3 separate regions of the Mus musculus genome follow, and regions 1 and 3 are each linked to region 2. A link is a contact called in public HiChIP or PLAC-seq data. All regions are on one chromosome and are shown on one strand. The core of a region is the stretch at or near the end of the contact, and the rest is flanking DNA. Distances in the headings are between cores, read along the strand shown. Region 1 has its middle 32 kb from the start of Klf5. Region 2 overlaps Klf12 (Kruppel-like factor 12). Region 3 has its middle 35 kb from the start of Klf5.

Region 1 (3,429 bases), core at 343-2,842, 550 kb after region 2:
TCCTCCTGCCTCTATCCCTGAGTGCTGGGATTACAGGCACATGTACCCACACCCAGCTTCTCTCTCTTGATTACATCCTTCGCAGCAACTAATGAAAAACGTCGACTTGGCACTAGCCAGATCACTACAGAAAGGCCTGGATGTGATTGTCTCTCTGCTTAGATCATGGATCGTCACTTACTAGTTATGTTTTGTGCTATTAAAAACAAAAACAAAACAAAACAAAGGAGGGCATGTGAGGTGGCTCAGCAGGTAAAGCTCCTGCTGACAAACTCAGCCACCTAAGTTAGATCCCTATAGCCACTTGGTAGTAGGCAAAGAACCAACTCCTAAAAGGTGTCCTTTGACCTCCATTTCTTCATCATGCAACACTCGCATACCCTTCCCCAGCTCCACACATAAACAAACACATAAATACATGTGATTTTAAAAAATTAAGTTCAAAAACCGTGTAGGGCTTCACTAAGCAACCCTCGGATCATTGTCCACATGGCCGTTGGTGGTAGCATATTTTAGTATATATCGGAGCTTCCCTCCATTGTTAGATTTATCACTCTCTATTGTAAGGTGTATCTGACTGTGCCAAGGGCTTGAGGGTCATGTGAGAGCAGGACTGTGATTCTTTCTGGTGGGGACTCCAAAAGGATGCCTCCTGTTCAAGGGGAAAACGGACTCCTCTTGTTTGGGGACAGGGTGCTGTGTGGTCCTCCCACATCCTACACGGTTTCTGAACTAAGTCTTCACTCCCTGCAGGCCCCCACATTCGTCTCCTCCAGCCTTCTCCTCCACCTCTGGTATCTCCCGGGCACATGTGACCTTTGCTGGTTCCGGTTCTGTTGGAGCACTGCTAATCTTGATATCCTTGCTTGTCCTTTGGAGCAGGAAGATAGTCTTCACTTTTTACGGGCCCCCTGGAATGGCCTCTGCAACTGATCACAATTCCAAGATTGGAAGATAAAGGAATTGGAATTGGAAATTCTTGCTGCCTCTGATACAGATGATAGTAGAAATCTTAGCCTACCAGAGTCCGTCAGTGAGTAAGCCCCAAAAACTGCTAGATAGGGAAGGTCTTGCATAGATAAGCCTCAAGGACAGAATAGGACAAAGAATGTGGTCTTCACCTAGATTTACTGCAAAGGGTAACCAAGAGATCTGACTAGAAGACTTGTGAAGTTCAAATTCCTAAGGCCTTTGATGTCCCCAAATTTAGTCCAGCTGGAACGAAGTCAGCTATCTCACCCACCACATTTAAGATGTAAGATGAGGGACATAGACTTGGAATCTTTTTTTTTTTTTTTTTTTTGAAACAGGGTCTTATATTGTAGCTCACCATGTCCTCGAACAAGCAGCCAACACCCCGCCTCAGCCTCAACATGATATTTAAAAAGCCAAGACCAAGCTGGCCATGGTGACATGGTGATACAGTCTAAATAAAACCTTAGCTCTCAGCAGACTGAGTTATGCTTACTGGAAGAGGTCATTGTGGGCCACACTGGAGTTCAAGATTAGCCGGAACCATTTAGACTGTCTAATAAACAAAGACTGTCTTGCTCTGAGGACTCTGTCACAGATCGATGTGCAAGCCCAGTACAACGGAATAGCTTTAACTTTAGGCTTCATTAATGCCGTTTGTAAGAGGTGTCAGAAGCACCTATGAGGAGAGTGTAGGAAACTGAATTTAGCCGGGAATCCGACTTGTTGGCTCAGGCTCGTAATCCTAGCTCTGGAAGGTGGACACAGCAGGATCAGGAATTCATGATAACCCTTATCCACATTGTAAGTTCAGCACGGCCAGAACTACATGAGATCACAGGGGAAGAAAACCAAAGAAATAAAAATAAATAAGTCACATCTCAGGTGAGGCAAAATAAATAAAGAAAGAAATAAATAAATTTAGGTTAAATTACAGTATCATTTGGTGAGATAAAGTGACGTCATCCAAGTTTAAGGACCAGAAAGAGAAGCGTTGAGTTGTTTGGTGTGTGTGTGTGTGTGTGTGTGTTGGGGTGGGTGGGTGTTTGTTTTCTGAATGAGAATTGTTCGGTGCATTTTAAGAACACAAGTGTAATTACAGACAGACATTCAACTGAGCACTGCAAAACTGAGAGGAACTTTCAACGCTTGGCACTTTCAGCACGCACTTACCTGCTGAGCTCCGTTCTTGGTCCATTGGTTCCAGGTGTCTTCTCTCTCCCAGGAAGGATCAGAGCATCCTGAAAACACCTGCTACCGGCCAGGAACAATGGAAAAGTTGTTTTTGGTTTTTGTTTTCTTTTGTTTTGATGGAAGACCACAAAGAACCTAGAACTTGGTCGTTTTTTATTTGAGCTCTAGATTTCAGTGGGGGTTGGGGGGAAAGGTGGTGTCACAAATTAAAATAAATTCATTTAGCTTCCCCCTAAAGCTTCCCACGGTTACAGAGGTAAACTGTACCATTTTTCTGATATCACCCAACTTAGGTCTTCACCATCTTTCTCCATGTTTCTGCAGCAGCTTTCTGGCATCCTCAAGCTTGATTCTTCCTCTAAGCCCGGAATCCAAGACTAGTCGCTCATAGTCAAAAATAGACCCTGGCTAGCAACTATAGACCAAAGAAATAACGTAGCCAATTTACTCAAACTTGGTGTCTAAATTCCCTTTGAGATAGGGCCCTGGCATCACGTGCCAAGGCAGTCCTGGTGTCCCTTCCTACTTGTGTCCACGTCGTCAAGAGATACTTCGAGGGCTAGAGATATAGGATGTAGAATGTTTGGTTAGCACAAACAAGACCCTGGCTTCAATGACTAGGGCCACAGAAAGTTTTGTTGTTGCTGTTGCTGTTTTAAGATATTCATTGGTTGCAGGGCATGGTGGCACACGCCTTTATTCCCACCACTTGGTAAGCAGAGGCAGGTGAATTTCTGAGTTCAAGGCCAGCCTGGTCTAGAGAGTGAGTTCCAGGACAGCCAAGGCTATGCAGAGAAACCCTGTCTCGAAAAACCAAAAAAGAAAAAAAAAAAAGATATTCGTTGGATTCTTTCAATGCTATGAGTTTTAAGAATAAAGGGAGAAAAAGGGTAGAACTCCTGCCTTCAAAAAGATTAAAAATTGCCTAATAAATGAAAAATAGCATATGAGTATCATACTCGCCATAGACATTGAAGAATCACGTACTCTAGTATTAGGCATATAAAGGAATGACCAAGCTCATCTGGGGCCTGGAGTGTAGACTTTCTAGAGCACCCTCCACGGAAATGGCTTTATTTCTAAAGAATGATATGGAATTCTCCCAGAGGACAAAAGAGAAGGAGAAACTTGATGTGTGAAGGTCTATGGAGGATTTCCACTGCTTACCTCAGGAGCTGTCTGTCTCCTCATTGATGAAATGAGACTCGGAAGGTCTAGTTGTGCAAGAACTGTATGAAGGAAGGACCCAGGAGACAGGGAAGA
Region 2 (3,385 bases), core at 808-3,307:
GGGAACAAATAGAGAAACTCATAGCCAGACATCATGTAGAAAGAGGGAGACTTGGAACAGAGGAGAGGAGGCAGAAAGCGTCTAAGAGCCAGAGGGGTGGAGGACACCAGGAAAACAAGGCCTTCTAAGCATGGTAGTACCCACATGCCTGTGAACTCAGAGACTGAGACAACATGAGCAGGGCCTGCAGGGTCTGCAAAGGATAGGGTTTTAGAACTGAAAGGAGAGATGAACAAATGCCCTCAGTGCAGACGCTGTCTCCAACTGGTAACCATTTTCAAATAAAAAATTTAGCTTTCTCCAAGGGAATCTCACGGGGGAAACAATCTCGAGTGCCCAGCAGTAGAAGCAAACAGAAAATGAACTCAACAGTATCTTTAGAGGTTCCTTGTGACATAATGTCATGTCAGGGCTCTCCCTTCCTTCTCATTCCTTCCTTTCTCCCTTCCTTCCTTCCTTCCTTCCTTCCTTCCTTCCTTCCTTCCTCCCTCCCTCCCTCCCTCCCTCCCTCCCTCCCTTCCTCTCTCTCCCCCTCCCTCCTTCCTTTCTTTCTTTATTTTAAATTTTAACTTATATTTTATTTTTACTTTATTTATATTTTGTTCTTTTTATCATACAGACTCTTTGTGTACACACACACACACACACACACACACACACACACACACACACACACTGGCTTCCAGCTTAGTGTTTGTATGGGATTCTTGGGTGTGTAACCTGTACAGGATCTCTATCTGTTTCTTGTGTCTTTTAGCAGGCTCCTTATTGTTTATTTGTTTTGTCCTATTCCAATGTGTTAATTTTTGTTTTGCCTTATTTTATTATTATCCCATAGAAACAAGTTTCTTATGAGAGACAGAAAGGGAGTGAATCTGGGTGAGAGAGGAAGTGGACAGGAACTGGGAGGAGCAGAGGAAGGAGCGGCCCTAATCAGGATGTATTATGTAAGAAAGAAAGCAATTTTCACTGAAAGGGTGGAGAAGAGAAGATCCTTTCTCCTTCCTTCCTAGCTTTGACACTTTCTCTCTGGGTGATCACCTAGCATAAGCCTCTGTTAGGAGATGTCTCTTGGTGACAACCAATTAATTCAACAAAGGAGGAATTAATTCAACATTTGAAAAGTTCATGTATATTGTACTAGGTGCCAGAACTCATACAGATAATAAAAATATAAAGCCATCAGCAACATTCAACATGTAAATAGATGCTACTCGTTGCCAGGGATACATTCTGTTCTAGATCTTCGGTTTGTTCTCAGTTAAGCGCTTGCCTGGTTTGTGTTGCAATAAGCCTACATATTTTGTCTCCTTGGAACAACTGGAATGAATCAGAAGTTGAGGTTTTTGGTCAGTGCAATCAGGATGCTCTTACTTGAATGGATCCTTTCAGGGGATTGTGGTGTTTCCTGTGGTCACAATTAGTCCCTCAGCAGTTCTAGATTCCCTGCATCTGAACCACTTATTCACTCTCGTCTGAAAGGACCACTTGATCCTAAGACCAAGCACTAACTTAACAGTTGAATTAGGGGGGGGGGGGGGAACCAGTTCATTCTAAGTTTGCTCAGATTTTACTATGTTGGCTTTACCTAAATATTTCACTGATAGGGACTAGAAGTTTCCTGACCATTACTGCTGCTGCTGCTATGTACCCTCCCCCTCTCTCTGTCTCTCTCTGTGTCTCTTTCTCCGTGTGTGTGCTGCATACACACACACACATGCTTTCAGTGTGTGTTGTGTGTGTTACATACTCATGCTTGCTTACACATGCTTTGAGTGTGTGCATGTGTGAGAGACAGAGAAAGTTAAACACATGTGCTTTATAGTTCTGTTAATTTACCCAGGAACTTGCTTAAGCCTTAATCCAGGCTCTAGGGACAGTAAAAACATGGCTTCTGACTTGTTAAGAATTCAGCAGGCTTAGAGGAGACCAGCCTCAAAATAAGGTCATTGTATATTGTATTAGTGACTTGATTGAAAGAGGATTTAAATTGGGTGAGAGGGCTAAGCATAGAGCAAACTGTGTCTGAGAACACAATAGTTTAGTTATAATCAGAATTATCTGGCCCTCTGTGGCGTAGTGAAAGATGCTGAATTCAGAGCCAGGCGCGTCTTCGCCCAGGCCCTGGGTAATTTCCTTGCACATTGAGCATTGGTTTTCTGACCTGTGAAGTTGGGGGTGCTTTGCAACTCCACACACAGGGTTAGCATCAACTGCCTACCCTGTCGTCATTATAGGCCCCATCATTGTAGTCCATTGGACAGATGGGACACGAGAGATCAGTTTTGTGGGGTTGCACGGGGACAGAGCTTCCATTTGGAAGAGAGCTAGGAAAACAGTGCACCCAGGTCAGCTATTGTCCTGCTCCCCCTGGGAGTCCATTAGACAATGGAGTGGCTATCTTTTCCAGCACAGGCTTTGGATATTTTACTGTCCTTACAAGTTGACTGAATGGCCCGGTCAGGTTACACAGTTCTTCACTTTTTACGGGGACTTTCAGCGTTCAGTCCAACTTCAGGATTCCTTGGGCTCAGTTTGGTTCTCCAGTCTTGAAAAATGTACTTGCTTTGGCCCAGCTAAGCTATCTAAAATTTCTTCCCAAGGGAGGAAGAAAATGTAGATGTTTGTGCATAACATATATCTAATGTCTGGGTACCCTTTACTGTTCTCTGTGACTTCCAGCCCTAGAGCTAAATCAGACTTGAAGTGTTAATACTTTCTCTCGAGTCCACCAGTAAGACAAGCAAACCACATAGCACCACATACTTAGCTACACAGGTGAATGTTAACCAACTTCTCTGATGTCACAGCAGGAAAGACAAAATTGAAACTCACCTCTCCATCCCCAAAGCCCCTGGTGGCATGCTAAGGTTTCCTCAAAGAGACCTGCCAAATGGGACACCCATTGGCAAGGACATTTTCCCAGCATCGAGAGGGGGCTGGGTTGTTACAGAAAGAGGATGGAGCCCCAAAGCTTGTGTGTCTTTGTTTCTTCCAGGAGAGAAGCCCTACAAATGCACGTGGGAAGGCTGCACCTGGAAGTTTGCCCGTTCAGATGAACTGACCAGACACTACCGCAAACACACGGGAGTGAAGCCATTCAAGTGCGCGGACTGTGACCGCAGCTTCTCGAGGTCAGACCACCTGGCACTGCACCGTAGGAGGCACATGCTGGTGTGAGGAAGGCTCCGGTCCAGCTACGTGCAAGAGCTGGGTCTCTTCAGGAGCAACTAACTCAGCAGGGCTGAGCTCCCTCTACAGTGTTAACGTCAAGGGCACCGCCATTCCCACGGTGCCTGAAACCAGAGCAGGAACAAGAAGGAACCCTTCTCCCTTCGGCCTGAAGGTAACCCCCCATCATGACCACACGCGTGAGAGAGCCGTC
Region 3 (3,256 bases), core at 436-2,935, 610 kb after region 2:
GAGAGAGTGCTTGGTAAAGCTAGATTTTGACTACCATGTTATATCTCCAGCCTATTTTCTCGTCACCGTGTGTGCGGTGGAAGCCTTAGACCCAGGCGGCAGAAAGTCCGAGGGACCCCTGGAAAACAGAAACTGAAGAGTGGAAGGAAGGAATGATGCTGATTGGCTGACCTCCAAAGGTTTAGGTTTTGAAAAGCAGGCCATCTCTTGGAGTCAGCCTGGGTGGAGGGAGGCTGGTCATTGTAAAAGCTTTTATTAAGTCTTACTTCGAAATCCTGGGTTCCCCATCTCATGAAACTAGCACCCATTCTCGTGGGAAGGTGGCTATGAAGCATTCACAAACACGTGTTTTTAGGGTTGATAGGACTTTCTGTTAGGTTTAGAAACTACACCTACCAACTAACCCACCCCCACCCCCCCGCAAAAAACAAAAACAGACTCCTTATGTTTCCCTGTGCTTCCTTTTCTTTCTCTCTCTCTCTCTCTCTCTCCCTCCCTCTCTCTCTCTCTCTCTTTTGGTTTTTCAAGACAGGGTTTCTCTGTGTAGCCCTGGATGTCCTGGAACTCACTCTGTAGACCAGGCTGGCCTCGAACTCAGAAATCACCTGGCTCTGCCTCCTAAGTGCTGGGATCAAAGGCGTGCGCCACCACTGCCTAGTATTCCCCTTGCTTTCTAAGAGAGGCAGGCACTTAATATCAGTTCGTTGTGGCTTTTCTTTAGGAATACTAACCATTGCTTCAAAATAGAAACTAGAAATATGAGAAGAATGTCTCCTGGTCTAAAATTTTTGTTAATTCTGGCTCCCAGACAAACAATGATAGCTACCAACAAAGGTTCCAGGAAGAACAAAAGCATCTACTTTACACTTTAGTCTTAGAAAGGCCCCCAGGTCCTTCCCTTTCCTGGGGTTCTGTGGTCACGAGACCCTATCCCTCCCTTTGGAGACCTCCAGGCCTCTGTGAGTCAGTCACAGAAAAAGTGATACTAGCTGACCCAGAGACAATGCCGGTAGAGACCAGATGTGCAATAAGGCTGGAGAAGCAAGTATCAGCCAGGCCACAGGCATTGTATGTAAGCGGGAACGCACACAAAGGAGATATCACAACCATTGTCACCCAGCCATATTTGAGCTGAAAAATGCCCCTGTTATCTTGGAGAGCTAGACATATTTTATCCATAATATGATTTCTTTCCCCTCATACTCTGCCCCCAAAGAATGTGTGAAAATTTGTTTGGAAAAAAAAAATGTGTGACTGCACACACTAGTAATTCTAGCCCCTAGGAGACTGAGCCTAGACTGCAGAGTCAAGGATGCCAGTGGGTTTGGCAAACTTGTAATCTCTAGTTTGGGAAGTAGACGCTAGGGAATCCGTTGTTCAAGGTCATCCTTGGCTTTGTAGAGTTTGGTACAATCCCGGTTACATGGGGCCTTGTCCTCTCCCTCAAAAATTAAAAGAAACACGTGAAAAGGGTTTTATAAATATGAATATTTTTGGAGCTCTTTACTGTCCTGTCTTTAGTTTCAACTTGAATGAAACTGTGTGGACTGAGGTGTACTGCTGTATTTCTGTAACAATGGCAAGGCTCAGGGTTCACTTTGCCTTCTTCTGGTGGAGCCCGAGGGGCAGAGAATGGCAAGTCAGGACTCCTACGTGCTAGGCTAGGCAACTGTTCCGCTACTGATAAGCCCATGTTCTGGTTTTGCCAACAAATTTCTAATGTTCTTTTTCAATTCAAAGAGGGGGTGCGGTGTGCTATAGCCCAAAGATAGAACTCTTATCTTGCGTGCTCTGGAGCCTGGCTTCAACCTCAAGTATAGGGGTGAGTGTATAGAATTCTTTTGTTGAGTGCAGTAGCCCAGTGCCTACTAATTCTGCCCTCAGAAAAGAGGAAGAAAGATCACAGGTTTGGGGTCAGCATGGCCTAAAACAAGACTCAGTTCCCTGCGAAGTTCTTTGGCTATGTGTGTGCCTTTCACCTGTTTAGTCCATACGACAGAGCGCTTTAAGGGAGTCCGAGCGGAAGTGTACTTAGCAAAGTTAGGCCAAGCAAGTATTTCAAAGGGCGCGAGCGAGTGTGTGTGTGTGTGTGTGTGTGTGTGTGTTGGGGGAGCGGTCTGCAGTGTTTTTAAAAACAAAAGAAAATTCTTGATATTAGTGGGTTCCTCATCACCCCCATTTGTTTGTTTTATGAGACAGACTCTCACTTTGTAGCCAAGGATAAGGCGACATCGTCAATCTCATATACAAGGATGGTACACCAGCCTTTAAGGCAATGGGCACTTCTGGTCTGGAAGGGGAGAAATGTTTTCTGCAATGTTTCAGAAAAAAAAAAAAGTTCATTGGCCCACTAGTAAACCATTTAAAAAAATGTGTCACCGATATGCAATTTCTTGATGAGATCAAATCAATTACAGCAATGATAAAAACAGCCCTGGTAAAGGGCAACTGTCATCTATCTGTCTGGCCAGTTACAGAGTTTTGTTTTGTTTTGTTTTTTAAAGTCTTCACCATGTAAGCCCAGGCTGGTGTTGAACTTGTGATCTTTTCCTCTGCCTCGCAAATGCTGAGATTATAGGAGTGCCCCACTGTACCTGGCTAAAAAGGTTTGATTTTTGTTGTTGTTGTTTTGTTTTGTTTTTTTGTTAAAACATGACCTACTGGCTTTCAGGCTATAATTACTTAAATTGTATTTTTTTCTATTTTTCAAATCTATTTCTTACAATGTGGGGCAATATTCATCGTGAGTACATGAGATGAAGCTTCAAGGGTCCTGGGAGGTGGAGTAGGAGTAATTATCTTTAAGGTACATACATATATGTTTATATATAATTTTCAAAGATTAAATAAAAATATTTTACTGAAGATTTTTTTTTACATATAATACATTCAGAATGTATTATATGCACGCATGCATGGTCGCTTCCCTCTCTCTCCTCTCTTTCCATTCTGTAATTAATATATAGTTTCTGCACGGATCCAAGCTGTTCCTTTTAACACCTGTCCCATCTCCTCCCTGAAAATATTAGTTGAAAATTGTTCAGACTTACAAAAAAGAAAAAAAACAAAACCCCAAAAAACTAGGTATGGTGACACAGTGGTGGCAATCCCAGCACTTGCAATGAAGGTGCGGGATCGGGAATTCAAGGCCCACTTTGGGTATAGAGTTTTCAAGGCCAGGAGGAGCTACGCGAGAACAGTTCTCAAGCAAGCAAACAAAAAGTATAACAGGAAACAGAGAAAGGACTTCTAGGCT

Evidence for each region. HiChIP or PLAC-seq counts read pairs in DNA pulled down with a chosen protein or histone mark.
Region 1: an H3K27ac HiChIP or PLAC-seq map of extraembryonic endoderm stem cells shows a contact between it and region 2, with 6 times the contacts expected there. The contact joins two enhancer-like sites. A contact is called at or near these places in 3 of 115 datasets of contacts at active chromatin or transcription factors (embryonic basal ganglia, embryonic stem cells and extraembryonic endoderm stem cells).
Region 3: a contact with region 2 is called in an H3K27ac HiChIP or PLAC-seq map of extraembryonic endoderm stem cells, with 8 times the contacts expected there. The contact joins two enhancer-like sites. A contact is called at or near these places in 1 of 15 datasets of contacts at CTCF or cohesin (the NIH/3T3 cell line), 2 of 484 Hi-C or Micro-C datasets (embryonic stem cells and hemogenic endothelial cells), 4 of 115 datasets of contacts at active chromatin or transcription factors (cardiomyocytes, differentiating embryonic stem cells, extraembryonic endoderm stem cells and 1 more) and 1 of 9 other capture datasets (embryonic stem cells).

The regions. Positions count from the first base shown.
Region 1 is chr14:99,329,239-99,332,667 of GRCm38.p6, reverse strand. No RefSeq gene overlaps it. Among named protein-coding and RNA genes, the nearest start is that of Klf5, 32 kb to the right of the region's middle. Within about 2 kb of position 1,592, at least 8 of the 459 cell types and tissues checked have an H3K27ac peak or open chromatin away from gene starts, as enhancers often do. A contact at or near this core is called in extraembryonic endoderm stem cells, where this site is marked.
Region 2 is chr14:99,874,928-99,878,312 of GRCm38.p6, reverse strand. Klf12 (Kruppel-like factor 12) reads left to right here. Exons shown (of 7, transcript NM_010636.3): 7 at 2,999-3,385. The coding sequence ends at 3,180. Among named protein-coding and RNA genes, the nearest start is that of Gm22970, 100 kb to the right of the region's middle. Within about 2 kb of position 2,057, at least 13 of the 459 cell types and tissues checked have an H3K27ac peak or open chromatin away from gene starts, as enhancers often do. A contact at or near this core is called in extraembryonic endoderm stem cells, where this site is marked.
Region 3 is chr14:99,262,525-99,265,780 of GRCm38.p6, reverse strand. No RefSeq gene overlaps it. Among named protein-coding and RNA genes, the nearest start is that of Klf5, 35 kb to the left of the region's middle. Within about 2 kb of position 1,685, at least 18 of the 459 cell types and tissues checked have an H3K27ac peak or open chromatin away from gene starts, as enhancers often do. A contact at or near this core is called in extraembryonic endoderm stem cells, where this site is marked.